Linked DNA regions of Mus musculus: regions 1, 2, 3, 4, 5 and 7 are each linked to region 6. Evidence: chromatin contacts called from public promoter capture Hi-C data. All regions are on one chromosome and are shown on one strand. The core of a region is the stretch at or near the end of the contact, and the rest is flanking DNA. Distances in the headings are between cores, read along the strand shown.

Region 1 (3,519 bases), core at 99-2,598, 1.8 Mb after region 6:
TAGATACTCACCTGGCCGCAGGTCGTCTCCCGGTGTGTGCCAAGCTTGGATGTTGAGTGAGAAGGTTCCCTGGGAAGCAAAAGGGGGGGTGGGGGACATTAGAGATAGCGATATCAGCAGGGAGGGAAAGGAGGGGGTGCCTCGCAGCAGCCTGTTTAATTAATCTAATTGCAGGATATAGTTACGGAGCTCGGCTCAACATAACTGGTGTTCGCGCAGCGCTGCGCGCGAGCTGAGAAGGCAGGGGAGGGATGAGGGATGCGGGAGTGTAAGTGAGAGCCGGGGGGTGGGCGGGCGGCGCCGCGTTGGGGGTTTGGTAATGAAATTCGTATCCCAAGAATTGGGGAGAAGGAAAGGGAAGAAACTGGGAGGAAAGACTAACCAAAGCCTCTCCGGGATGATCCTATGAGAGAACAGGGGGGCGGGGGCAGAAGAGAAAGAGCCCTTGGGGCTCTCCAGAGAGCGCTTTGGAAAGGAGCTCTGGTGTCCCGGCGCTCCCTTCTTTCCCTTCGGTTATCTCCCGGTGCATTTAAGTTGTGCTTACCGGCCAGGTGAAATTGAAGGGCAACTGCAGAGGGTTGCGACCACTGCCGCTATTCTTGTCCCTGACGACGAAGGAGTTGGTGCCCAATACCGGCGTGGAGACATTGCCAAAGGTGCAGGGTCCCTCGGAGAAGGTTGCCTGGAAGTGCTTAAGGCAGATGCGGAAGAAAGTCCGGCAGCCCGGTTCGCAGGACTGCCCATTGGCCAGCATACCGCGCTGGTTGACGAACTCCTGCAGCCGCAGCTGGAAGATGCCGGAGCCCGCAGCGCGCTGCTGCACAGGGACCGAGAGAAGGAGGGAGGAGAGCGGTCAGGCTCAGCCGGGGCCGGGGCGCAAGCCCGGAGCGCTGCGGGAGGGGGCGGAGAGGACGTGAGACATTACCTGCGGCCACAGTACCGCCAGCAGCAGTAGCGCCCAGCGACAGGCGCTCCGGGACGCAGGCGTCATCCCTTGGGGTGTCCTCTCCACTCCGGGACTCCGAATCTGCTTGTTAGGGATGTCGCTCTCCCGCAAGTCCCGTCTGCCAGCCGAGTTCCTGAAAAGCTGATTCCCCTCGGGACGCTGCTCCCTTGTCGCCTTCTCAAAAACTCCGCTGCTCGATGCCTCGGTAGGTAATCCAGGTGAGGGCGACTGGGCGGTGGCTGCTCTAAGTACGTGTCCTGGAGCAAATCCTAGGGTCTCGAGCGGGCTAGTGAGGGAGTACACTGCACCCAAGTGACTTTGGCTGCAGCTCTTGGCCTCGGGTTCCTAGCCTGCGAGCAGCGCCGCTACTGAAACCTGCTTGCTCCAGAGCCTTTCTTATATATATTGGCTGCTCTTCGCAGCCTGTCAGTCAGACAGACTCACGGTCACTCTCCCCTCCCCTCCAGGCCTCTAGTGGCTACAGTCCCAGCACCCACCGGAGGGGGCCTCCGCCCCCGCCGCTCCCCCTGTCAGCCAGCCAGTAGGGCGCAGGTCCCCGCCCCTCTTCCAACTTCTGGGCTTCCAGCTCTGCGCGTGCCCGGCGAGCAGTCCTTAGAGATCGTCTGCTTAAAGGCTGAGACCCTCGCCACCAGAGGATAGGAGGGTAGCCCAGTGATGCGGCGGGAGGTGAGGTGGTTCCCGAATGGTCCAGGGGGTGGAAACTCTAAGGGGTCCCCGTAGGCGGTGCACCTGATCCAGGCATTAGATACCTACAGTCCTCTAGCAGGTGGGGAAAGCTTAAACTAGGAAAGCAAAAAGCAGGACCAGGGGATTTGGATCTCCCTTTCCTTTCCAGACTTTAGGTAGCTCCTGCCTCGCTGGCCTCCAGCCTATGTGTGCCCACCCTCCACGCGTCCCCAGCACCGCAGGGAAGCCATCCGACGCCTTAACCTTTCCCTGGCTATTCCAAGCAAGGCAAAGGGCCAAGCGTCTAGGACTCTGGTCTTCTCTGCACCTGGTAGGCGTGTCACCTCAAGCAGCAGGGCGTGCCCAGCGCGTGCCTTCTCTCTTTGTCCCCCACCCCCACTCCCTCCTGGCTCGTGCTAGAGCCAGGACTAGAGGTTCGAAAGAGAGGTGGGGGGCGTGGTTCTCGAAGTGGGGGGGGGGTCCTCAGCTGTATGGTAATGAGGTTCTAGTCTTTTCCCTCAGTGCCTATCTCACCTGGGTCGCGCTTGGTCTCCATATCCTCATCCTGGCCCCCACCCGCGTCCCCTAGCTCCGCTGGAGTAGGGAGGAAACTTTCTTAATTCCAGAATTTCCTTGGGCCACTTGAGAGGCAAGGTGAGAGAGCTTGAGGCTGATCAGGTCTAGATCTCTCTGCATAGGGCAGGATGTAGGGTGGAACTGGAGGCGCATAGAGTTGTTTGAGTTTCGGGTGGTTTCACCCATGTCACACGCGCGCCTCTCCCGGGTGGCCTCCGAGCGCAAACCCTGCAGCTGCTTTCCCAGAACCCGTCGTGCTCCCCCGAGGCTGCAGACCGGGGAGGGCTGGCTTCTCCCAGTTTTGGGGGGTGCTAGATTTCTCTCTCTCTCTCTCTCTCTCTCTCTCTCTCTCTCTCTCTCTCTCTCTCTCTCTCTCTCTCTCTCTCTCTCTCTCTCTCTCTCTCTCTCTCTCTCTCCTACAGTGAGAGCGGTGGGGGCCCTGTGGCTTCAGCTGTCAGCCCTCCCGCGTGGTGATTGCTGGCTATGGTCGGACGATAAGATCAGTGCGGGCGGGGGTTGAGGGGAGCAGGGACGCGGCTCCAGCCCCAGGGAGGCCGTGGTAGGGGGAAGTGGAACCCAACAGCTGCCAATGACGAACATGGTCTGATATTTTGACTTGGGTGGTGGTGATGGAGAATTGGGGGGGGGTAAGAAACATGAGGTTGTGAGCGTGGGGTGGGGGGTGGGGTGAGGTGAGGCGACAGGCTCCGGGGTCCCCCACGCACGGCCACCCCTCCCAGCCACCATCTGGCGCGAGCGGGTTGGCGTGGGGAACCGAGGTGAGGCGGGGGCCGGCAGATGGGCCCAGGCTGCACTAGCGAGTTAATGTAGGTTATGGGCAAGCCGAGTCCCAGGCCCGAGGGACGGGGAGCTCGGGGCGTACCTCCCGGCGGTCCTGGCAAGTGGACTTCCAAATCCTCTCTGTCTGCATCCTCTTTGCACCGTAGACCTGCCTGGAGTGCCAGAGGGTGCTCCCTCTCTCTCCTTGGAGCTGGGCTTGCAACCCCACCTGACTCTAATGGTTTTCATCTAACAGTTTTCATCTCAAAATCCTAGCCTGGGAGTTAGTAGAAACTCTAACGCGGGCACTTGCTTGACTCTCAAGGGAGACTCCCACACGGGATATCTATTATTTTGGAAGTGGCCTACCCTCATACACATTAGTATGCCAAAATATTTGGCAAATAGTGAAGGGCCAAACAAAAGTTGGAATCACCATTTTCCTCAGAAATGGACAAATCACCCACTTATAAAATTTCTGACCTAAGAAGGAAAAAGTGTTCATTTTTTCTCTCTCTCTTTTTACCAGA
Region 2 (3,991 bases), core at 759-3,258, 1.9 Mb after region 6:
TGCCGGGAATCAAACCCAAGGCCTCAGGAATGCCAGGTACTCTATCACTGGGCCACAATCCCAACACCCGTTGTTCTAATAACTATTCGTGCTGGGATTCATCCTTGTGGGACAGAGGTCTAACTGTCTTATTCCAGATGGCTTATCCCAAATGATAAACAACGCTGTCAACACTTTTGGCAAATAGCGGACATACTTCAGGATTCCAGACTGTCCCAATGATCTGTGTGGCTAACTCTGGGAGGCTGAGAGCACCTTTCCCCCTGTTGAAAGACCAGAATGATTAGCTGACTCGTTCAACAGCATGGGTGGAATCTGAACATAGTTCTCTCTGATCTTCAGCCACCACACTGGTTCTCTTTGGGAAGGAATAGTGCATCTCCTGAAAAGCTATTGTGTCATTTGCTAAGTATGGAAAAAGACCCTAGTCAGCTAAAAGTCTCCAAAGATACTACCGGAGCAGTGTATCCTTGCCCAGGCTCATGCAGAGCTGATTGCAGGAGACCACGAGGCTAGTGATCCGCTCCGAGGGGGTGAAGTCAACCCGCTGCTTGGTGAAGATGGGCACCTCCTTCTCCAGGTGGGCACTTACATACCCTATAGGTGGGGAAGACAAGAGAAAAAGGCGTCCAGAGGGGGGTGAGGCACCCAGAAACCCAGAGAAACCCCAGTGTTAGCTGATACTTCTGCTTCCCAAGTATATTCCTACCCACAGGGTCTTGGTTCATAAAGAGTTCAACATGAAATAGTTTTCTGGTTGTCTTTATTGGAAGGGTCCTGGGCTCTTCCCACACTTGTGACAGTAGTAAGGGATTGGTTCTCTGTGCCTGAGATGAGGTTGTATCATGATATGCACGTTCCCAGTGGTAACGGGGGTGGGGGGAGACAGTACAGGGAGGATGGTTTTGGCATTCTCCCTTATGGTCTTTGGCCAAGAGAAACTAAAGTCCCTTCCTTGCTGTCCACACAGTATGGTTCAGTGAGTCTCCATTGTATGTAGAGAGTTCTGGGAACCCAGTCCTATCAGTCCAGTTCATAGGCTACAGTTGCTTTCTCGATAGTCCGCTGCAATATCATCATAGTGTGGGTAACCCTGCGCTGCTCTCCTACACTCTAAACTGCAGCCAGCTTTACCCCGGGACAATCATCTCCATTGTTCCTGTTCAGTAACAAAATTCCCTTTTGGATCGACCCTCCTTCACTTATAACATTCACGTTCCACCAAGTTCAGTGCTCATTCTGCCTCCTCTGCTACCTCAAGATGAAGTCTGGTGGGAACGAACACATACACAGACTCCAAAAGCTTTAAAAAAAATCCATAGAACAAGACACAGAAGCCTGGAACCTATATTCAGTTCTCCCAACTGCAGCCTATAGACAAAAGTAACAAGTACTTCCTTATCTGAGCCCAAGTTCCCTCTTTTGAAGGACCTTTGAGTTAAGGCCTAGATCACGAGGCTGTTCCTGTGGCTCTTTCAAACTTCGACCAATGACAAGCTGGGCAAGACAAGAAAGGCCTGGGGCTTAGATCCTAAACACACGCTGCAAGCTCTAGAGCTTCTCTCCCCCGTAAATGCTACCATAACAGAAAGGGGCAGAGGCGGCCTCTTCTAACTTACCAGAATGGGGGATGCCCACGCTAGGGCAACCAGTCTGCAAGACGGCCGAGCGGGACAATGAGTCCTCGTACTCATCCAGGATGGACGCCATGGCAATCAAGTTCTGGATCTCTGATCTGGGGGCTGGGGGTCACAACTGGGACCCCGGTCGTCCTGGATTTGCAAGTTGTGCTTCCCCAGCGTCTGACAGATCCTGAGAACCTTTTAAAAATTCTGGGGCCCTTTTCGCTTTCTCTGTGAAGGACGAGACGATCGAGGAGCCCCAACTAGTCCATGGCGCAGCTTTGCACCCCAGCTCCAGTCCCAAGAGATTATAGGCTCCCCTTAGCAGATCCCAGGTAATCACAACCTCGCCCAGGCAGCTCAGCTGACTCCCGCCCCCGTGACGCGTGCTTATGACGTGCTTCCGGGTTTTTCAGCCGCGAGTGTTAACTGGAGTCCTGGGCACCTGAGCCTCCACAAGGAGGCGTTGTCGGAGACTCGGCGCGGCGGGGGAGGAGCGCTTGCGGGCCACCCTGCTGCTGCAGTTCCTCATGTTGGCGCTAGGAGGCAGCCCGGGATTTCCCAGCGGCGTCCAGTAACAGGCTTGCGCGGATCCTAGGCTTCCGCAGCTCAGACTTCACTCCCTCAGACTGTCACTGAAAGGCCGGCGGTGCTCCTCCATCTGTCACACTACCTCCTGTTCCTCAATCGAATTGCTGCCTCAGTCCACCTTCACAGGCACAGGCAGAACAGTCTGAGTGTCCCTTCTTTCACCCCAGGGCCCCCTAGCTTCCAGAGGAAGTAGCTGAATGGGTCACAAGTGTGGCTCAGTGGTGCATAAGCACCTTGCCCAGCGGGTATAAGACCTGGATTTTTTTTTTTTTTCCTTACACCGCAAAAAGAAAACCATACAAAATTTAATCTCCAGCAGTGGGAAGGCTGAGGCAGGAGGATTACTAAGGACTGGGCTACAGACCCCCAGAAAACAAAACAGAAAGAAATTGACAACGCAATGGCCAGGTTAAGTAAGCTGCCTCATAGTAGCTCCTTAGTGTAGGGGGAGAGGCAAGGGTCACCGGGAAAACTGAAGCAGGCTACTTCCAGGCACTCTATACGTTGAGTGATGTTGACTGTCCTTGTCTAGCATGTGGGAAGCCTTAGGATCAAGCCCTAGTATCAGAAAAAGAAAAGGGGGTTATATATAGTCTTCAGGAAAGTCACGAGCGAAACCCTATAAGCCGTGTAATGGGGTGGAGAGGAAGCGGGGCTGGCCTTGGGCAGACTGTGGAAGCTATCGTGTGATCCACTGGAGGCTATAACTGGGGATAAGATCTGATGTTGGTACTGGGAAGCAGGTGTTTGAAAAGGACATGAGACCTGAGGCAGAAGACAGGCCTTATGTATCCATCCGGGAGAGAGAGAGCTGGGAAGTGGGAGACCATCTCAGAGGAAGGCACCAGAGACCTAGTGACAGGTTAGGTATGGCAGGCAGATGAAGGAGAGTGTGGGGACAGCTGGAGACCTGGCTGGTGGGAACAGAGGAGGAGCCAAATGAGAGGGGGTGGAGGTCACATGACTGAGCTCAGGGCACTGCTAGGGAACTTACTGGGGAACCCCAGCTTTACCTGTAACCTGCTCCAGGGCAGTCACCAATAACTAACTAGTGAATGTTTATTAGACATTTGCATAAACGAACTCTCTCATGGCTCAGTTTCTACATTTATAAAATGAGAAAAAAAAAATCTCTTAACGGTGTGCGGACAGTCGGATGTTATACAAATCACTGAGTGGTGAGTTTGTGTTTAAATATTACTAGTATTTAATAGCGGATTGTTGACTAAATTAAGATCCAGACCCGAAGAATCAAACCCAGCGCCTCACAGATACTGTGTGAGTGCTACATCGTGGGCTCCATCCTCAGCCTTGGATTTGCTGTTGAATTGAAAAGGTTTAGATTTTAATGAAATTGGAGACTATGGATCTAGCTTACTTGGCAGACAAGAGGGTTTGTTTAGTTTCATAGGATGAGGCCCTCAGCACAGCACAGAACTAGGTATGGTGACTATGGTCCCAGCAGTCAGGAAGTGGGAATAGGAGGGTTAGAATCTCAAGGTCAAAATTATAAAAGAAGCCGGGCAGTGGTGGGGCACGCCTTTAATCCCAGCACTCAGGAGGCAGAGGCAGGTGGATTTCTGAGTTCGAGGCCAGCCTGGTCTACAGAGTCAGTTCCAGGACAGCCAGGGCTACACAGAGAAACCCTGTCTCGGAAAAAAAAAAAAACAATAAATAAATATAGATAATAAATAAATAAATAAATAAATAAATAAATAAATAAATAAATAAAATTATAAGAGAATAAGAGAGAGCAGTGGGGGGGGCATGTTATAGTA
Region 3 (3,694 bases), core at 1,039-3,538, 1.8 Mb after region 6:
TCCACAATGGCTTCCAGGTGCTCATCTTGTGCCTGAGGCCCACAGAGCTGCATGAAGTCTGCCAAACGCAATAAGTACTCAAGGTTGTGACCAGAGAAGCCTCGGCAAGCAAGGATCTGTGTGGCAATGACCTCTTCAGGAGCAGGGCCCAGGTAGCCAGGGTTCTGTGGGGTGGCCACATAGGCCAGTGCTGTGAGGGGTTGGTCAGGGGTGTCTTGAGGATAAAAGGTGACTTCCTTAGTGTCATAGCCACCAAGCACGGCTTCCCTCACATTCAGGTACTTCAGGGCCTCGTTCACCTGCTCCCCTCGAACTTGGTATGCCACACCCCAAGTGCAGCCCTAGGGAAAAACAGAGACACTCCAGTCAGTCACAGAGCTTGATGCTGGTCCTGTGTTCATTCTAGAATGTTCCCCTAGACACATTCCACACCTATGTTCTATAAAAGAGGTGGAGGGGGTGGGGAGACGTCTCAAGGGATAGAGGTAGTTGCTACCATGCCTGATGATCAGATAACCTAAGTCCAATCCCTGGGACATGAATGGTCGGAGGAAAGAATCGACTTCCATCTTGTCGTCTTGCTTCCACATCTGACCTACAGCGTGTGCACATGCGTGCATGTACAAATAGATGTAATTTTGAAGTTTTATGTGTATGGACGTGTGTGCCTGGCGACCTGTGATCTTGGTGGTCAGTCAGAAGAGTCTGATTCCCTGGAACTGGAGCTACAGATTGTGAGTTACTGTGTGGGTGCTGGGTATCAAATCCAGGCCCTTTGGAGAAGCAGAAGGTGCTTCTGACTCCTGAGCCATTTCTCCATGAAGCTTTAAAAAAAAACTAACGTGTTTGACTGGCTGCTGAGCCACCCAGAAGCAATACCCTTCACCCTATTTCCCTTGAGTTTTGTTTATTTTGAGACGTCTCATATAGTACAGGGTGTCTGACCCAGGATTCATTATGTAACCAAGAATAACTCTGAACTCACAGAAATCCATCTTAATAAGACCCTCCCTCAAGTGATTCTCCAAGAAGCATGGAGTAAGCTAGCTACACTTCCACTCTCCCCACACAAGAGCTCTGACCCTCTGCACCCTGATACATCAGACCCCAGGATTCTCTTCTTGACTGCACACTTACCTCACGGTCTTCAAGGAGGGTCACCACTCGGCCAGGCTAGACAGGGAAGAAAGGTTTTGAAAAAGACAAATTAGATATTAGCACTTCCGAAAGGACTATGAATGAACCTTATTGACATGGGGGGCTTGCCTGTCATGCACAAGACCTTAGATTCAATCTCCAGCAACACACACACACACACACACACACACACACACACACACACACACACACACACCTTTAGTCCTGTTGTGACTTGAACCTGTAGTTCCAGCACTTCAGCACCAGAGAGAGAGATTTGTCACAAGTTTGAGGCCACATAGCAAGAAATAGGTAAGATGGAGGAGGGGGAAAAAGAGGGGGGAGAAGAGGAGGAGGAAAAGGAGGAGGAGGAGGAAGAGGAAGAGAAGAACAAGGAGGAAGAGGGAGAGGAAGAGAAGAGGAAGAGGAGGAAGAGGGAAAGGAAGAAGAGGAAGAGAAGGAAGAGGAGGAAAGAGTGCCAGCCTAAGCCCCAAGCCTGGGAGAGGACCTTTCATCGAGTGACATGGAGTGATGGGCAGATGTGGAAGAGACAAACAACGAGCGGCCCAGATTAGTAACCAGCACAAGAATCCACAGGTGCAATCACCAACCTGATTTCCAGGCACACAAATTTAAACCACAAACCAGGTTTACAATTTTCTCTTAGTTAGCCCAGGGTCCCTGCCACTCCAGGATACGAGTGCCCACTCTCCTGCCAACCCCACTCCACTCCTCTGGGCACAGAAGGATGCTCACCATCTTGTCGCTGCCCCTATGGAAGGTGTCTCCCTGCCAGAACCGTCGGCTATAGCCACGAACGAAGCCCACACGGCTGTCACTATAGGCAAAGTCCGGCTTCCACACTAGGGAGCCGTACCCGAAAATCCACAGGGCTTGGGGGTCGCCATCCCCCCAGGAAGGCTGCGCGGATGATGGTGCAGGGGACAGTGAAGGAGGCGGAGTGCTCTGGGATGCGGACTCCTGCTTCATGGTGCCGGGCGCAGGGACGGACCCGGGTGGCCTCCGAGACTGGTCTCCGGCACGGGCACGGAAGGACCGACGGACGCGTACACCTGGCCTGGCACCGATCGGTCGTTCCAGCTGAGTGGTCCCTCCAGAGGCGCTCTTTAAACCCTCCGGCCAGGAAGGCCCTCAGACTGCCTCCAGCTGTCCCTATGATTGGGGCGGGGCAAATCTCTTTCTGGCCAATCACCTTTAGATTTTGCTTCTCGGTTAACCGCGCCGCCCTCCGAGTGGGTACCAGAGCAGCCCGCCCCAGGGCCAACGCGCGTGCTGATTGGTTCGGCTCCTCCTCCCGTGGCAGACCTGGCAGGAGTGATGCAACGGCAGGGAAGGTTTCCCCAGAACTGGCATGCAGCAAGGGCGAGTCAGATTGCGTCAGGCTGCTGGCACCGGGAACGGGCCTTAGAATGGGCGCGGGCACCCGCCGTCTCCCGGGAAGGCCCTCTCAGTGGTCTAAACGGTGTCATCCCTGCAGTCCAGCCGGTGCACCTGGCAGAATCATTGCCGCCCAAAGCAGTGGCCAGTGCAGGGCACGACCAGTAGGAATACTTTGGGCGGCACGAATTCTTGCCTTTGGGGCCCCGCCTAAAAGCACGCACTGCAGAGAAGCTGTTTTGGACACCCTCCGCATTCCACTCTGGTGCCTCATACTGTTGCCCACGTGAACAGCTGGAGAAACTGAGTCACGGGGTGGTAAGGGGTTTTGCAAAGGCTGTAGTTGAGTCAGACTGGTTGGCACAAGCATGCAGGCCTCACGTGACGGCTACACCCGGGCCAAATGTGAGACCCCTGAGTTCAGGCGGGTTAGAAGAAAAGTCAAAACTAGACAGCCTTGGGCAGAGTAGTCACATTGAGGATGACTGTTAGTACCTGTGGTACAAAGCTACAAAGAGAAGAATGCCAGGCCACTTTCACCCCATGGGTACGGGTTTCATTCTCTCTAGCTTGAGATCTTGCAGCAGTGGGCAATTTACATAGGTACCAAAGTTTGGAGAAACGTTGGTTAAGGACAGCACAGAGGACTAAGGGCACCTGCAGCCTTTTCCCATAGCTTCTTGCCAGGCAGTGGGTATGGGCCCTGGCACTGACGTGGGCAACCAGGCACCAGCCATCTCCTTGGAAGTTCCTCTCTGCCTGAACCCTGCAAGAGTCACCATTGGGCTAGGTAGTGGTGTCACACTCCTTTAATCCCAGCACTTGGGAGGCAGAGGCAGGTAGGTGGATTTCTGAATTCCAGGCCAGCCTGGTCTATAGAGTGAGTTCCAGGACAGCCAGGGCTGCACAGAGAAACCCTGTCTCAAAAAATAGAGGGGAAAAAAAAAAAAAAACAGTCACCATTGGCAGGTCTCAGGATCTGTCTCCCCAAGAGCTCACCCTCTCTGGTGGAGCCAGTGCCACCCCAAACTGCAGGATGGAGGAGAGGTCGAGTTTTGCTTCCTAGGCAGCAGCAAGAGGCAGCCTCTCTGGGCATCTCTCATTGGGAAAGGGAAACAAAGAGCAGAAGGCCTTTCACTAGGGTGAACAAACAAGAGTG
Region 4 (3,864 bases), core at 1,350-3,849, 1.6 Mb after region 6:
GGGGAGGAAGAAGAGGAGGAGGAGAAGGAGGAGAAGGAGAAGAAGAAACAAATCTCTGCTACCTAGAGATTTGATGGGTCCTACTTAAATACACTGATGGCTCAATTCCTAAGGTAGAGGAATGGCATTGTAGCTAAGTAGGGTGTAACAGTTGCTGAAAGCCACCGAAACACTCTATGTTAATTTATCAAAAATTAATCCATTCATGCATCAAAACCCAATTCCTATACCCTACAAAGCCAGCTCATAGACTCTCTTCCCTAAATTCTGAAGGTGGATGCTGTACGTTTTTAGCTTCCTTATGCCCTGATGCTAATCACAACTTGTCTCTGGCTTATCTCCCTGGCCAGGTTGTGGGTGTCTTGTTACCATCTGCTCTCAATGTCTAGCATAGTATTAAACAGGCACTGGGAAAACTCACTTTTTGTTTCATTAGGTTTTCCCAATCAATATATACAGTGGTTTTGCTGGGAATTTAGGGTATCTTTGTCATATTTGAGTTACTGTTGGGTAACCAGGATAATAGTTCTTACATGATCACTTAGGTTTGTCCATGAGTCACAAGGAAAAACAACTCAGTCCTACACCCAGGACTAATGAAATTGGAATGACATCACTGTCCCATTCATTCTGAAAAGAAAACAGCTTTTCCTCAATTAAGCATGGTGGCTCATACTTATATTCCCAGCACTTGGGGGGGCTGAAGCAAGAGGACTGTCATGAGTTTGAAACCAGCCTGGGCTATGTAGTGAATTTTTCTGTTTGTCTTGTTTTGTGTTGTATTTTGTTTTTCATGACAGAGTTTCCCTCTGTAGCCCTAGCTATCTTGGAGCCTGTTATGTAGATCAGGCTGATCTCAAATTCTGCTCCCTTTGGAGTGTTGGGATTAAAGGTATGGACACCACCAGGCCCAGTTTATGTAGTGAATTCTAAGCAAGTCTGGGCTACAAGGTAAGATCTTGTATCAAAAAACAAAAGAAAACAAAACAATAGCTTGCTCCATACTCACTATACTTCCCCATGACGTGACTCTGGGCTTTAAACATAATCAGAGAGAAGTCATTACATTTACAAGTAGGGTCAGAGGTAAAAGCTTGCTAAATCCAACTGTGTGCATTTTTACTCATGGAATCCTTAAGCGTGACTGGCCAAACTCTATAAAAAGCTAAGTATTCTCTGTCATTCACTCAAAATTGGCCACATATTAGTAAGGGATTAAAAGCAAAGCAACCTGACAGGGGGTGGGGCTAGACCACATCTCTTTCAACCTGAATACTCTAGAAAGTTTAACTTGTCAGACAGCCAGAACAACTTGTCATTTACCCAAGGACTCATTCCTGGAGAATTCCGTAGTTCCCTGTACTCCTTGGCACGATCTGCCACTGGGTTATTTGCTCACATTATCATCAAAGACAGGTACCATGAAGACATGGCTTACGAAAATCAAAGAGAGCCGCAAAGGATCACTGAGAAAGCATTGTAGCCATACAATTGTATCATACACTACCAAGGGCCTTTCAAAGGTATGGAGGTGTTTTCTGTGCTTCTCAATTCCCAAAGCCCTGTTGCTCCTTTGTTCAGGTTAACAAGGAAGAAACTAGAGTATGTATGTTTCTGGTACAAATTCACAGATTTTGGAGTACATCCAATTTCAATATCAATTGCATAAAGTACAGCAACACAGCAGATATCAATATATATAAAAATAGGACAAATGTCTTCACTGTGTCTTTAAACCTTGACCACTATACCCGTGGCTTTTCTCCAACGATTCAGATTTAAAAGCCTCACTCGGGTTTTTGGACTCTTGATTGCTTAGAGGTCTTCAGTTCCTGGTCACAAGCCTTTCTCTATGATCTTCTTTGTTGAGTTTTTCCCTGTGTGTGATTTTAGTAGTTTTAGCTCTTGCTCAGAAACCTCATTAGGATGTATAACGTTTTCTCCAGGAACCATTCACATTTCCTGGATTTGCTTCTACTTTATCTACTGTTCAGGATGCTTCTGTAGGAGGAACCATAAGGAAGAAAATTCGCGGACCTTCACGGGCAAGAGTGGAGTGGTGGTGTCTGTGCTCGAGATTCCGGGCTTTTGAGCAAGACAGCACCGGAGGAACCACATCCCGGCTCCAAGAAGCTACAGATGAACGTACAGGTATTCTAGCCTTCGGTTACCCAAAGCACCGGAGGCTGCATGGGACCATCCCAACAAAGTCACCGCACCCCAGATCAAGCCCTCAGCGACGACCGCTGTCAGTACTGAGGCCAGCCGAAGGCGCCGGGCCGCCTTCCCACCCCCAACCCGAACTCACAGCCAGTCTCCTTCTTGATCTCCTCGAGCTCTTCGTCCCGCAATAACGTGGAGGCCCGAGACCCCATCACCGTGACGGGAGCTCCTCCGGGAGCGGCAGCGCCAGAAGCAGCAGCGGCAGAAGGGAAGGAGGGAGGGAAGGGCCAGGGGTCAAGAAGGGAGAGGGCACTGTTTCTCTTGCGGCCCGGGGAGAGAAACAAGGGGTGGAGCGCGGGGGAGGGCGGCCCGACACCAGCCAATCGGGAGCGAGGCCGCGCCCTGCGCAGGCGCTAACGTCAAAGCTTGGCTCTCGAGCCCGGAATGAATCAGCCCGGAGGCTGCGGGAGTCCGAAGGGAAGCAGGCCCCGCCCCGCGGAACCAGGGCAGCCGCCGGACTTAAAGCGGCGATACCGCTGTGGCGCTAGGGACTGCACTTAAAAGGGCAGTGCGGTCTCGCCACTGTGTTCGAACAAACCAGAGGCAAACTCACTAGGGTAGCCAGCAGGTTTTTCACAGGACTCAGGTACCAGGAGTCCCACCCTACAGGTGACGGAGACTCAGGAGAGAAACCAAACCCACGAAACGAGGGACAAAACCCTAAGGTGGATCCCCAGAGTAGTGCAGTGCACTCTTTCTTGCTCGCTCTCCATCTCTCTGTATCTCTCTATCTCTTTTTCTCCCTCCTTTCTCCTCTCCTCTCCTCTCACTCTCACTCCCCTGGTCCTAAGAATAGGGAGTCCACAGCCACTGTGGCCCAGCACGCCTAGAGACTGCATCTTTCCTGCGCTCCTCCCCCCGGCCGCAGGGGGCGCTGAGAGCCGCCTGGGGTTTGCATGGCTCCTGGCAGCATCTTTTCTGCTCTCTCTACCCCGGCCGCAGGGGGCGCTGGGAATGGGCTCGAGGCTGCGCGCTGATTGGCTCCTCCGGAAAGAGGCAAGTAATTCACCCGGAGGGCGAGGGCGTGGTCGGCTCTGCGGCTTCAGTGGCTGGCGTTGAGAACTTTTTTGCGTCAAAGCTGTGCCGGGATAACTCCCAGAATTTTTTTTTTTTTTAACAGTAGTCCCTCGTTAGTTTAAGGAACTCACCATTTGACTAGAATTAAGGTCGGAATTTCTCAAACTCCTTTGCTGTGGGGACAGAGGACCCTGAAGGTGAGAAAGATTGTGACCGAGCACGGTTTATTTATTTGGATTTTTTCTTGTCTTAAAAATTAGGATTTTTAAGCCTGGCCAAGACTAGTCAGGGCTTTTCTGGAAAAGAGAATCATTTCTCCACTTCTAGAAAGGGTTTTACAGGCTCAGGCTGTCCTGAGCATAAACTCCTAATTCTCCCATGAGTGGCAAATCTTTAAACAGGATTTCCCAATATTGCCTAGGCTGGGCTCAACTTGCATCTTTCCTGCTTTCACCTAACAACTGCTGGCTTACGGTTTAAAAATCCGAATTTTTTTTCTTTTTGGTTTTTCGAGACAGGGTTTCTCTGTGTAGCCCTGGCTGATCTGGAACTCAGTATGTACATCAGGCTGGTCTTTAAGTTAACAGAGATCCACCTGCCTCTGCCTTCCAAGAGCTGGGATCA
Region 5 (4,100 bases), core at 178-2,677, 2.0 Mb after region 6:
CCCGTGCTTTCTCTGTTCTGGTAGAGATGGTGGGAGGTTCGCCTCAGGATAGGGTTGTAACAATAGCTTCAATTATTAAGTACTTAGTGTGTGCCAGGCACTAAGCCTGCACCTTAAAATTCATCATTTGTTATAACCATCATCACTTACATACGTCATCATATTTGATCCTGATGCCCACCAGTATTATCTCTATTTTAACAGGGGCCAGTGAAATTACATGACCGTTCAATTAGATCATTCTTTGAATAAGACAGGGCAGCTGAAATTTGAACTCTGACACCAAAATTGATATGTAAGTGCTCCAATCCTATACACCATGAATTCGTCCCATTTACTTCCCTTGCAGCTCACAAGGGGAATGTGGTTGAGAAGAAGGCTTTTTCATTGTGCCCTGGGGAGAAAAGGGCAAGCTGTGGACGGGGCAGGTTTCAGAACAGAGAGCAACCGGCATGCATGGGATGACTTTAAAGACAGAGATGGAGAGAAGGGGAGTGGATAGAATGTAGGTGGAGATTTAAAAAAAAAGTGTAGCTTTTGGAAACTTTACAATTTCTAGGGTCTTTTCAGCTACAGCACCTCACCGAAGCTACTTTACATTTTCTTAATTTACATTATTTCTTTGTGAGTGTATGCGTGCAGACATATGCATATCATGGCATGTGTGTGGAGATCAGAGAATAACTTTCAGGAGTTCTCTCCTTCCACCATGTGGGTCCTGGGGTTCGAACTAAGGTCATCGGGATTTGCAGGAAGTGCTTTTACCTCACTGAACCTCATCAGACCATCATCTTAACCCGGAAACGGGTGGGCATCCGACCCACTTTACAGAGAGGTTAACCGGGTTACTTCATCAAAACCACACAACTGAAAAGAAGCCGTCAAACGGTCTTTAGCCTGCAACTCCCTTCCCTTCGCCCCGCGTCCTCCCTTGGCCCTTCGGCTTTCTGGGAGTACACTCGCCTCCTTCTTGAAGAGGGTGAACTTGACAGCACAGCCGTAGCACCTGCTCTCCATAGCAGTTCTCGGCGCTGCAGAATTGGTAGGTTAGCCTCTCACCAGCGCAGGGTAGGCCTCTCAGACCCTCAGGTTGTGCAGCCCAGTCCCACACGCCCATCGGCGCTGTCCAGGGGCGGCCCAGCGCGGAGAATTCTGACTTTGCACTCACCAAGGCGGGGCGGCAGCGGAGTGGGGCATGCTGGGAGTCGTAGTTCATTCTCCGCAGCGCGCTCCTCCACAGCCAGTCAGACGAGAATCGGAAGGCATCATCCCAGGAGGCTTAGCGCGCTTTTGGGCCGGCTCGGAGCGAGTAAGCCCCGCGCCCACGCACACGCTCAGACTCCTGGGAGTTGTAGTATCAATTCAAGTTTGGACTAGAACCATGGCGGTGACCAAAGAGCTCTTACAAATGGATCTGTACGCGCTGCTCGGCATTGAGGAGAAGGCGGCAGACAAAGAGGTGAGAACTTGATAGGCAAAGCAGTTCTTCGGTCCTCGCGTCAGGGCGCGCGCCTGGCTCCGGCTTTCTATGCTCCGCCCTATCCTGGACCCGGAGCGAGGGACGGCCAATGACTAAAAAGGGGGCCTCCGGGCACTTCCTGAAAGGCTTGAGGACTGGGTTAGGGAGGGAGGCATTGAGAACTCTGAACTGTGTGACCGTGCTGTCCCTTCTGCCACACTGTTTGGAGGCCGGTTGAACCTGAGAGCCCAGGCCTGCTTTTTTGCGCCTGCGCAGCATCAGTTTGTACGCTGAACGTTTTACCTGTCTGTCTGGAGGTGTTTGGTTTTAGTCTGTTTTAACTTCAGGGGGATCCTAGGAAGAAAAGTCTCTAGGCTCTAACTCCTCCCCTCAGCCCCTCTTCTTTTTCTGGATTTGACGTTGAGGCCTAGAACCTAGAGGCCTCAGTTTTCTTTTCCTCTTTTTAAGTATCAGATGTTCCAATGTTGTCAGTGCGTGCTGCTTAGCGGGTTAAACAAGAGGATCAGAAGGTTAAAGCAGGTGGTGTGGGGGTCCACTTATCTCAAGTGCTGTACTTAAGGTTTCTGTTATTTACTCTTAGATTGTGGTGGCAATAGTGACAGTACACGCAGGGGAGTTCATTGGATAAAAAGTAATGCCCACCGGGCTGGGCATAGTGATCCAAGCCTGTAATGCACTTGGGCGCTGGAGGGAGGAGAATCAGGAATTTAAGGTCAACTTCAGTTTCTTGTGGAGTTTAAGGTCAGCTGTCTTAACGTGTTTAAGGTGGGGGGGGGGAAGAGATCCTTTTTATTTATTTATTTTTTCGAGACAGGGTTTCTCTGTATAGCCCTGGCAGTCCTGGAACTCACTTTATAGACCAGGCTGGCCTCGAACTCAGAAATCCGCCTGCCTCTGCCTCCCCAGTACTGGGATTAAAGGCATGCACCACCACCGCCCAGCAAGAGATCTTATCAATGCTCTTATACTTCTGGACTGCTTGTCCAATGCTTGAGTGTCAGAAAGAGTGCTCTGGGGCAGAAAATCAGGGTGATTGGATTCTTCAGTAAAGTTGTGGTCATCCTGCTCAGAAAGCTTCCTGAAGATTTGGCTGAAGTCAAAAATGGATGTAGAAATAAATACTCGTAAAGCACAGGCTTTCTCTTTGCAGCCCTGGCTGTCCTGGAACTCACTCTGTAGACCAGGCTGACCTGGAACTCAGAAATCCACCTGCCTCTGCCTCCCAAGTGCTGGGATTAAAGGTGTGCGCCACCAATGCCCGGCTCTCTCTCTCGCTCTCTCTCTCTCTCTCTCTCTCTCTCTCTCTCTCTCTCTCTCTCTCTCTCTCTCTCTCTCTCTCTCTCTCTCGAAGAAAAGTTGATGTAGCCCTGGCTGTCTTGGAACTTTCTATGTAGATCAGGCTAGTTTTTCCGAACTCACAGCGATAAATCTGCCTCCCAAATGTTAGGATGCCCCGTGCCCTGCTTTTGGGATCCAGGCTTTTTACCTGAATGCTTAGGATCCAAATTCAAATCCTCTGCTTACAGAACAGGCACATTACAGACTGGGCCAGCTCTCCAACCCCAAATCATAATCCTCACCACCACCACCTGCTGCTTCTTCCTCCTTCTCCTCCTCTTCTTCCTCCACCACCTCCTCCTCTTTCTATTATTGTGTGTGTGTGTGTCTCAGACAAAAAAACAGCACAGAGACCCTACTTAAAAAATATAAACGGGGTTGGGGATTTAGTTCAGTGGTAGAGCGCTTGCCTAGCAAGCCCAAGGCCCTGGGTTCGGTCCTCAGCTCCGGGAAAAAAAAAAAAATATATATATATATATATATATAAACAACGAGGGGGATGGGGTGGTTGGAGAGATGTCTTTGCAGTTAAAAAGGCTCACAATACTTAGCATACTCTTCCAGAGGATATGAGTTTGGGGCATCTGTAGTCAATAGCCTCTGCAGACATCTGCACTCATGTGCATACATACTCCCACATACACTTAGACATATATTTTATTTTATTTTATTTTATTTTTTTTTTTTTAAGATTTATTTATTGATTATATGTAAGTACACTGTAGCTGTCTTCAGACACTCCAGAAGAGGGAGTCAGATCTCATTACGGATGGTTGTGAGCCACCATGTGGTTGCTGGGATTTGAACTCTGGACCTTCGGAAGAGCAGTCGGGTGCTCTTACCCACTGAGCCATCTCACCAGCCCTAGACATATATTTTAAAAAGAACCCAACTCAGTTTAGTTGGCCCCCTCAGTGAAGTTTTGTCTGTTACTCCTCAACCCCTATGCGGGATATGAACTTAGGACTTTGCTAGGCAGATGTCCTATTGAGCTCCAACCTAGTCTTTTTGCCTGTCACTCTCTTTCATAGCAGCTGACTCCCTCCTTTACAGCACTTTACACCAGTCTGCAGTTAGTTCTATTGTTATAGTCTTTGTTGTTGTTGTTGTTGTTGTTGTTGTTGTTTTTGAGACAGGGTTTCTCTGTATAGCCCTGGCTGCCCTGGAACTCACTCTGTAGATCAGGCTGGCCTCGGACTCAGAAATCCACTTGCCTCCCCAGTGCTGGGATTAAAGGCATGTGCCACCATGCCGCCGCGCTGGTTAGTTCTATTGTTATTTG
Region 6 (4,064 bases), core at 1,037-3,536:
CCATGGTTTTACATGGTTTTAATTTTCCTTGTTACTGGGTTGGTAATTCTGGTTAACAAGGTATTGTTACACAATTACAAGGTCGTGTTCCTCATCCAGATGTAATTGCTTGTTCTTAAAATAGGTACCCTAGAGAAAGAATTCACACAATAGGAGCTGGAAAGATGTTCTGGGACTCACATAGTAGGAAATTCTTGCAAGTTGTCCTCTGACCTACACAGAGGGGATCAGGGGAGAGGAGAGGAGAGAGGACAGACAGAAACAGACAGGGACAGAGACTCCCTTGGCTTATATCTTCAAATTATGTTTTGCTTGAAAGCTTAGGCAAGTTACATCATGGCACCTCTCAATGTCTTAGTTTTCAGAAGTAAAAAGTGGAGATAACTGTGATAACAGATAATATGAATGACAGGTGTTAATCACAGTTACAGATTCAATATATATGTATGTGTGTCTTTTATTACTGATGACACTTCTACAGTTATCAATTTTTTTGTGACTTTTTAAAAATATTTTTATTAGGTATTTTCCTCATTTACATTTCCAATGCTATCCCAAAAGCCCCCCATACCCCCCCAACCCCCCTACCCCCCCACTCCCACTTTTTGGCCCTGGCATTCCCCTGTACTGGGGCATATAAAATTTGCAAGTCCAATGGGCCTCTCTTTCCAGTGATGGCCGATTAGGCCATCTTTTGATACATATGAAGCTAAGAGTCAAGAGCTCCGGGGTACTGGTTAGTTCATAATGTTGTTCTACCTATAGGGTTGCAGATCCCTTTAGCTCCTTGGGTACAGTTATCAAATTTGAACACTTCTTGTTGACAGAGTTTTAGAAAAGTTCTAGGTTTAAGATCAGTGAAATGGCTCAGAGAGTCAGGCATTTGCTACACAAACCTGAAGACCTGAGTTAAATCCCTGAAACCTACACAAATGTGGGAAGAGAGAAGTGACTCCATAAAGTTGACCTCTTCATACACTCTGTGACATATATGCCCACACTCATACAACATAGACACATACTCTAGTTTTAAAAAAAAAAATTCTAGTTTAGGCTTAATTACTGTGAAAAAGTCAACTCCACCTTGAAGTCACTGATACCATTTTACACAACACACTTAGACACATTTGTAGTTGTCATTCTTTTCTTTGCCTTTCTCTGCCCTCTGTTCCCTTCTTTTCTTGCTTTCTTTTTTGAGAGAAGGTTCCACAGTGAAGCCCAGGCTGGACTTGAATCACACCAATAATCCTGCTTCAACTTCCCAAAGGCTGGGATTACAGGCACAAACACTACGCCTGGCTATTAAACTCAGTGTTGCCAATTTAGTTTCGGCAAAATATTGAGTATCACGCTATATCTGGGCTTCTCACGGGGGTTGGGGGAGATAAAGGAACAGAGGGGGAGAGGAAGAGAAAACAACTAACGGGTACATTCCTGTTATACTCTTCTAATTACAGGAAAAACCCCCTCTCAAGTTCTTCACCTGGTACAGAAATTTTCGAAGAAAGGAGGGAAACACCATATGTTTACAAATTCATTTTTTTCATCCAACACAATTTACTGAGTATTGTGTCTTGAGCGCTTTGTATACATTTCCACTACTTTCAAAATTCAATTTGAATCAATGCAAGAGTTCCCTATCCCTCCCCCTTTTCCCTCAAATAACTATCATCTAATTCCAGCTACACATTTAGGGATTCAGTTTAACAACAAATTCATATGCAGTGAAAAGAAGTGTGGTTCTATCCACTCCTAGTGGTTCTCTAGCAGGAGTCGCGGGACCGCAGGGCCCCCATAGCCGGAGCTCCGTAGGGTTGGCCCTCGGTTTCTCCCCGCTCGCGGGCGCCGGTCGGTTGGAGTTCCCCGGGTCCCGCCCCTTCGCTGCGGCTCAGCTGCACCCGCCGCGCGGCAAGCGACTCGTCTCTGACCCCCTGCATACCTGCAGGCCACTCCGCTTGTTCCAGGTGAAAATGGACCCTGGGTACCCACTCAGGGCCAAGAGCAGTTCGTGAATCATTTCTAGGGCGGCTCGGGAGTCCCTAGATCTACCACCTCCTCTTTTCAGCGCCTCTCCGGGCGACCCCTCACACCCAGCGGAATCTCTTGCCCTGAATCCCCGCAGTCCACCGGGAGAGGAGATGCCACAGAGCCGCGCGCCGCATCCCGGAAGTGCGCGCGGCCCAGGCGCCCACCGCCTCGCTCCCGCCGCGGAGCCGCGAGGAGGCGCCGGTGCCGTCGCGCATGCGTCCTGGGCTCCAGGAGAAGCCCGCTCGGACTTCCGGCTTGAGAGCGGGACTGAGGCTAGCCCAGGAGGGGAAGGGATGAGAGTGAGTTGAGAAGCTGGTTGAGAGAGACGCGGCCTGGGGTGGGCCGGCGGGAGTCCTCAGGACGCCTTGGCAGGGTCTGTGGCATTTTGACCGACTGCCGACGTCTCCCAGAGTGACCCGGCCGGAGGGAAGAAAACAAAGCTGGAACTTGGCAGCCGCCGCTGTGGAGCTGTGCTCGAAGCCCACGGACTCGCAGCACCGGCCCGCATCGGCCTCGTTCTCAGGAGACCCACCACTGCCGCCCCTCGAGCTTCCTCGCTTCACCAACTCCTGTAACTCTCCCCTAGTCCACCTCAATTTAGAAGCCCAAGTCGGCTCCCCCGGTGCGCGACCTTCCCCATCTGTCGCCCCGGAACTCTTGCCGAGTTCTTACTTCGTTCGGGAGGCGCGAGCAAGAGACCCAGTGTTCGGCACTTGACTTTGGTTCGGGGTGGAAATTTGTAGTTTGGTGTTCAAGGGGCGGGGCAGACACCAGGAGCTTCTGGAAGGACGGCGGTGGTTCTAGGGGAGAATAGCCGGCGCTCGCTGGACAGAGGCTTTTTGTTGTCGTTCGCCAAACGTTTTGACCGATTTGATCTGGGGCGCTAATGATTTACCTGAGGTGGGAGCGAAGCGGACAGATTTTTCTTTTCTCTGCAACTTCCTGGGGATACTCTAAACGTCACCTAGAAATGCAGTTTTTAAAAGGTCATTTTCACCTTGCCTATTGATTTGCTGTCCTGAAAAGGTACTGCCTCAGAAGGCCACTTCGAGCATATTGAAAGTCAGGCCGGCTCTGACAAGGTTTTAAACATGTAAAGATACTCTCCTCAGATAGCGCCATTTCTCTCTACTCTAGGATAAAACTCCTTTTTACAGAGAGACTCATCTGCAGGTGTTTCTCCAAGGGCATGCAAAGATAGTGTAATAAGTCCTAGAACCCAGACAGTGAGGAGAGAAACGGCTTTCTGCTGTGAAAGATGGCCAAACCCACTCGGAGAGGAAATGGCACAAGCTCTGAAAGCTTACGACAGCGCTTCAGAAGATTCCATTACCAGGAGGTGGCTGGGCCCCGGGAGGCTTTCAGCCAACTATGGGAACTTTGCTGTCGGTGGCTAAGGCCGGAGGTGCGGACCAAGGAGCAGATTGTAGAATTGTTGGTGCTAGAGCAATTCCTGACTGTGCTACCTGTGGAGATCCAGAACTGGGTACAGAAGCAATGTCCAGAAAATGGAGAGGAGGCGGTGACACTGGTGGAAGATTTAGAAAGAGAGTCTGGAAGACCTGGACATTCGGTGAGGAGGAGGGGGAATACAGTCAGAAGTGTGTGGCTGGGGAGAGACAAGGATGGAGGGGCAGTTTAAGATCAGTCGGATGTAAAGAGGTTTGGTGATTTTGATACTTCTGATCTGGAAGGGTTACTTTTTCAGGTAGGGCTTGCTTGGAGATGCCTACTCTGTTACAGTAAGTCTTTCACTTCAGTTTCTTAAGAGAAAAAATGGGGGAAGTTTCTTTTCCAGCTGCTATTTGGGTTTCTGTTTGATCTTTCTGCAGTTTCAACCACTCTAAGCTGATGATAACGGAATAAACACTTGTCTGTCCTACTCCCCACCCTCCACTCTGGCCTGGCCTCAGAGGATGGTCTCCCCCTGGGAATGCCCCTTGTTATGACCATGTCAATTAACGGGGGGTTATTTCTAGGTCACAGTCTCTGTGAAGGGGCAGGAAATGCACTCGGAGAAGATGACACCCCTGAAA
Region 7 (3,969 bases), core at 604-3,103, 1.6 Mb after region 6:
AGCAGGGGCTATGAAGCAAACCCCAAACTACTTAACTGAGGTAGGACAGGGTGCTCATCTGAGCAGCTGAGATGCAGAGGCAACAGGTGTAGTCTGATAAACAATTACAGTCAGGCCATCGGTGGAGGTACAAGCCCATATATAGTCTCAGCATAAGTTTCAGGCTACTCAAAGCTATATACTGTTTTCCAGGATAGCCCAGGCAGTATAATGAGACTTTATTTCATTAAAAAAAAAGGGGGGGGGAGGAGGAAGAGGAGAAGATAGCAAAAACCTGAAGGACTAAGCTTTAGACAATAAGTTGGGGAGCCATTAAGCACTAAACTCAGAAACATTTCTAAGTACTCTTCAGTGCCGTTCAGCCAGATAAAAGGTGTACCTATGGCCACATTATTCTATTTAAACCATTTAAAAACATTTATGACAACTAATTAGAGATTTAGTGCAAATAGCAGTTTGCTGTACAAATCTCTGGTATATACATGTGGGCAAGCTTCAATATAGCAAGTCCAATCTCACAATGAATCCCCACATTTTCTCTGAACACCTTGCAAACTCAGAATTCAAAGACCTTATCGGTTTTGAAAAAGACCACCATCACAATAGTGATTAATGTATGGACAATCATACTAGATCACGGTGGACAGGCATCCCATTAAAGGTTCACGAGAGTGAAGGTAGTGTCATAGTTTACTGAACAGTAAGTAGAGTTTTTCAGAAGAAGTCGTTTAAAGTAGTTTTTCTTCAACTGCCTAATAACTGGCATGGAAATTACACTGATTACGTCCTATGGGCCTTCGTTTCCCATTTGGTACCAGGAAGTATTAGCATTTCCATTAAGAAGTCTTTATAAGAGCTGGGCAGTGGTGGCGCATGCCTTTAATCCCAGCACTTGGGAGGCAGAGGCAGGTGGATTTCCGAGTTTGAGGCCAGCCTGGTCTACAGAGTGAGTTCCAGGACAGCCAGGGCTACACAGAGAAGCCCTGTCTTGAAAAACCAAAACCAAACCAAACCAAAAAACAAAAAGTCTTTATAAGTTCTCCAAATATAATAAAAAAAGCCTCCAACTAGAGTAACAGCCTCGGCTTTTCTTTCGTTTAACAAATTCCAGTCACTGTGAACAAAACCTACCTACTCCTCCCAAAATAACGTCCCTCGGGGGTTTCCTCTCAGTCACTTCGCGCCCTGTCCCCCAAATCCCTGGTCTCTTCTACCCCGCCCACCCAACTGCCCGCACCGCCAGCCAGCACGGTACCTTCATGTTAGCCCGGAGGCCCAGCCTTTTGGCTAAATTTTGCAGGTCGCTGTACTTAAAGGAGTCCAGCTCCTCTGCAGAGGGGACGGTCATCGCGTTCTGCAATCTCGGTGATTCCCAGAAAAACAGCCACACAACTCAAAACAGAGCGGCTCAAAACTGGCGCCACCCAAGACGTTGACAAGCCGACTTATATATGGAGTTTAAATTAAGACTGCTGTAAGTTCATTGGTTGAACTGCCTCGAGGGTGGGGTTTCCGATGCGGGCCAGTAGCGTGATTGGCTGAAGACCGCTATTCCGCAAACTATACCAATATGCTGGCGCTGAGCGTATTGAGAGCGTGTCTTTCAGGAACATTGTCCAATGAAGACGCAGGGAGACAGGTGGGCGGGACTTGGAGCGTGCGAGAAAGAGGCGCGCGCTTCAAAGAAATATGGCGACTCTCTCGCGCCGCAGTCTTCGCTTCTTGGAGACCCAGTCACGTCGTGACTCTTGTGATACACCTTTTTCTCTTACCTCCTCCATGGAGTGGGACACTCAGGTGGTGGAAGGGTTCTCCCCTCTCGGGTCCTCCGAGTCTAAGGTGAAGGCGTCACCTGTCGACCTGCGGCTGCCTGCGTGGTTGGAGCCGGAGAGATGTGCCGTGTTTCATTGCGCGCGGTGCTACGCGGTGCTCGGCGACACCCTGCACCTCGCCTGGGACCTGTCGCGGTCCCTCGGCGCCCTGGCCTTCTCCAGTGAGTGAGGCGAGGGTAGTTTGTGAGGAAGATAGACCAGAGGCAGATGAGGAATGGGGGACAGTACTGCCCAGGGGAGGGAGGGGTTTGTTTTGTTTTCCCGAGTTGGGCTTCAAACCCAGGCCGTCGCCTGAGCTAACCCAGCGCCCTTGGCTGAGCCCCACCCATTTTGTTAAGTTTTATGGGCAGATGAATCTGCTGGCAGGTATTTCTTCTCAAAACCGTTTTGTCTTCCAGAAGTCACAAACAACGTCGTTTTGTTAGAGCCCTTTTTGGTTGGCATAGAAGGTTTTCTCAAGTCCAGGTACGTGTGGAGAATTCCTGAGGTGGCGCTCTCTATATATTTCCCGATTTAATGACAGTGAAGAGTATGTAACTGTTGTAAACAAGAAAGAAACTTTGTCTTGTGACATGTTTACGCTCTCCATAGAGTATGTTTGAGTTGTAAACTCTTTACCGGTTTGAATCATATAAACATGGCATTGGTGAAAGTTAAAGTTGGATGTAGGTTTTAAGGTCTGTGAGAGAACTAGGACTATTAGTTATTAGTTATTAGTTATTAGTTATAATTTCTCAGGGTTGGTAGCAAATACCTTTACCCACCGAGTCATTTCACTGGCCCTGAAGTGACATTTTTGATATAGTTACAAATTATTTTACTTTTGATATTGGTAATAAAGGTCTTTCCTTGAATTTACAATTCTGCCTCTGCCTGCAAGTGCTGGGATCACAAGCATGGGAACCTGCACCCAACCTCTTTTTTTTGTTTTTTTTGTTTTTGAGACAGGGTTTCTCTGTATAGTCCTGGCTGTCTTGGCACTCACTTTGTAGACCAGGCTGGACTTGAACTCAGAAATCTGCCTGCCTCTGCCTCCCAAGTGCTGGGATTAAAGGCATGCGCCACCACCGCCTGGCCAACCTCTTTTTTAAAAAGCCTGATTAAAAGTTTTAATTATAAGCCTGGCGGTGGTAGCACATACTTTTAATCCCAGGACTAGGGAGGCAGAGGCAGGAGGATCTCTGTGAATGCAGGGACAGCCTGGTCTACAGAGCTAGTTCCAGGACAGCTAAGGCTACACAAAGAAATCCTGTCTGAAAAACCAAACAAACAAAAATTTAATTACAGATTTGGAGATGTGCTATAGCTCAGAAGTACAATGTTTGCCTATATCAAGAAAAATGCATGCAAGAATAGAGTTAGATTTCTGTTCCAAGTTATAATCTAAAAACAGTTTTATCACATTTATTTGTTTGTTTATTTATTTATTGTGTGTAGTCACATACCGAGATGCACACATGAAGGTGAGACTATACCTTTGAGGGGTTCAGGCCCAGGATCACACTTGGGTTGCCAAGCTTGGCTGCAGGCACCATTCCCTGCTAAGCTATGAATCTAGGCCTGACTTCCTCACTGTGTTCCTCTGCTTGTGTGCATTCTGACTGAGGTAAATGGTCACGTTTACTAGTAACCTTGTGGTCTTGAAATACCTTTTTTACTGTCTTTGAACTCAGTAATTGATTATTAGTTTATATTGTATGTGGCACAACACTTACTGTAAATTATTTCAAAAAGTCTTTATGGATTACAATCTATTGGTACTTAAAGCATTGGCCAGGCATGGTGGTGACTTTAATCCCAGCACTCAAGAAAATGAGTGAGAGTAGAGAAAAATCTTTATTCTACTCCACTGCCTGATATTATGTCCTGTTGTCTTCCAGACTGACAGACTATTATAATGAATACAAGTTAAAATTTAATTGACATTGTTCTATATAAGGAAATGGTGAAACAATTGTATTTGTTTATATATTAGAACTGCCTTAAGTCCTTCAGTGTTCATGATCCAGTGTCCCAGCAAGCTACATGATGCTACCTCTAAGGAAGTAAAAAAAAAAAAACCAAACATCTTTTTTTTTTTTTTTAAAGATTTATTTATTTATTTATTATATGTAAGTACACTGTAGCTGTCTTCCGA

Evidence for each region. Promoter capture Hi-C pulls out the DNA fragments that hold promoters and counts their contacts. Capture Hi-C pulls out chosen DNA fragments and counts their contacts.
Region 1: a promoter capture Hi-C map of liver shows a contact between it and region 6, with 4 times the contacts expected there. The contact joins the promoter of Dll4 here to the promoter of Zscan29 in region 6. A contact is called at or near these places in 3 of 39 promoter capture datasets (the 3T3-L1 cell line and liver).
Region 2: a contact with region 6 is called in a promoter capture Hi-C map of liver, with 4 times the contacts expected there. The contact joins the promoter of Vps18 here to the promoter of Zscan29 in region 6. A contact is called at or near these places in 2 of 39 promoter capture datasets (both in liver).
Region 3: a promoter capture Hi-C map of liver shows a contact between it and region 6, with 5 times the contacts expected there. The contact joins the promoter of Chac1 here to the promoter of Zscan29 in region 6. A contact is called at or near these places in 3 of 39 promoter capture datasets (the 3T3-L1 cell line and liver) and 1 of 115 datasets of contacts at active chromatin or transcription factors (microglia).
Region 4: a contact with region 6 is called in a promoter capture Hi-C map of liver, with 4 times the contacts expected there. The contact joins the promoter of Exd1 here to the promoter of Zscan29 in region 6. A contact is called at or near these places in 3 of 39 promoter capture datasets (liver and pre-B cells) and 1 of 9 other capture datasets (liver).
Region 5: a contact with region 6 is called in a promoter capture Hi-C map of liver, with 4 times the contacts expected there. The contact joins the promoter of Zfyve19 here to the promoter of Zscan29 in region 6. A contact is called at or near these places in 1 of 39 promoter capture datasets (liver) and 1 of 9 other capture datasets (liver).
Region 7: a contact with region 6 is called in a promoter capture Hi-C map of liver, with 5 times the contacts expected there. The contact joins the promoter of Nusap1 here to the promoter of Zscan29 in region 6. A contact is called at or near these places in 4 of 39 promoter capture datasets (the 3T3-L1 cell line, liver and pre-B cells).

The regions. Positions count from the first base shown.
Region 1 is chr2:119,323,613-119,327,131 of GRCm38.p6, reverse strand. Dll4 (delta like canonical Notch ligand 4) reads right to left here and starts at 1,348. Exons shown (of 11, transcript NM_019454.3): 1 at 926-1,348; 2 at 545-817; 3 at 12-69. The coding sequence starts at 991. Gm14207 (predicted gene 14207) reads left to right here and starts at 935. Exons shown (of 4, transcript NR_030683.1): 1 at 935-1,151; 2 at 1,803-1,964; 3 at 2,156-2,287.
Region 2 is chr2:119,286,759-119,290,749 of GRCm38.p6, reverse strand. Vps18 (VPS18 CORVET/HOPS core subunit) reads right to left here and starts at 2,008. Exons shown (of 5, transcript NM_172269.3): 1 at 1,620-2,008; 2 at 456-597. The coding sequence starts at 1,710.
Region 3 is chr2:119,349,836-119,353,529 of GRCm38.p6, reverse strand. It overlaps Chac1 (ChaC, cation transport regulator 1), which reads right to left and starts at 2,288. Exons shown (of 3, transcript NM_026929.4): 1 at 1,894-2,288; 2 at 1,138-1,173; 3 at 1-341. The coding sequence starts at 2,127.
Region 4 is chr2:119,546,362-119,550,225 of GRCm38.p6, reverse strand. Exd1 (exonuclease 3'-5' domain containing 1) reads left to right here and starts at 2,599. Exons shown (of 13, transcript NM_172857.2): 1 at 2,599-3,219; 2 at 3,344-3,437. Chp1 (calcineurin-like EF hand protein 1) reads right to left here and starts at 2,519. Exons shown (of 7, transcript NM_019769.3): 1 at 2,309-2,519. The coding sequence starts at 2,375.
Region 5 is chr2:119,206,047-119,210,146 of GRCm38.p6, reverse strand. Zfyve19 (zinc finger, FYVE domain containing 19) reads right to left here and starts at 1,427. Exons shown (of 11, transcript NM_028054.3): 1 at 964-1,427. The coding sequence starts at 1,017. Dnajc17 (DnaJ heat shock protein family (Hsp40) member C17) reads left to right here and starts at 1,352. Exons shown (of 11, transcript NM_139139.2): 1 at 1,352-1,459. The coding sequence starts at 1,382.
Region 6 is chr2:121,169,347-121,173,410 of GRCm38.p6, reverse strand. It overlaps Zscan29 (zinc finger SCAN domains 29), which reads left to right and starts at 2,286. Exons shown (of 5, transcript NM_001290819.1): 1 at 2,286-3,601; 2 at 4,008-4,064. The coding sequence starts at 3,287. It overlaps Tubgcp4 (tubulin, gamma complex associated protein 4), which reads right to left and starts at 2,243. Exons shown (of 18, transcript NM_153387.3): 1 at 1,940-2,243. The coding sequence starts at 2,017.
Region 7 is chr2:119,616,182-119,620,150 of GRCm38.p6, reverse strand. It overlaps Nusap1 (nucleolar and spindle associated protein 1), which reads right to left and starts at 1,853. Exons shown (of 11, transcript NM_133851.3): 1 at 1,256-1,853. The coding sequence starts at 1,348. Oip5 (Opa interacting protein 5) reads left to right here and starts at 1,646. Exons shown (of 6, transcript NM_001042653.1): 1 at 1,646-1,993; 2 at 2,231-2,297. The coding sequence starts at 1,690.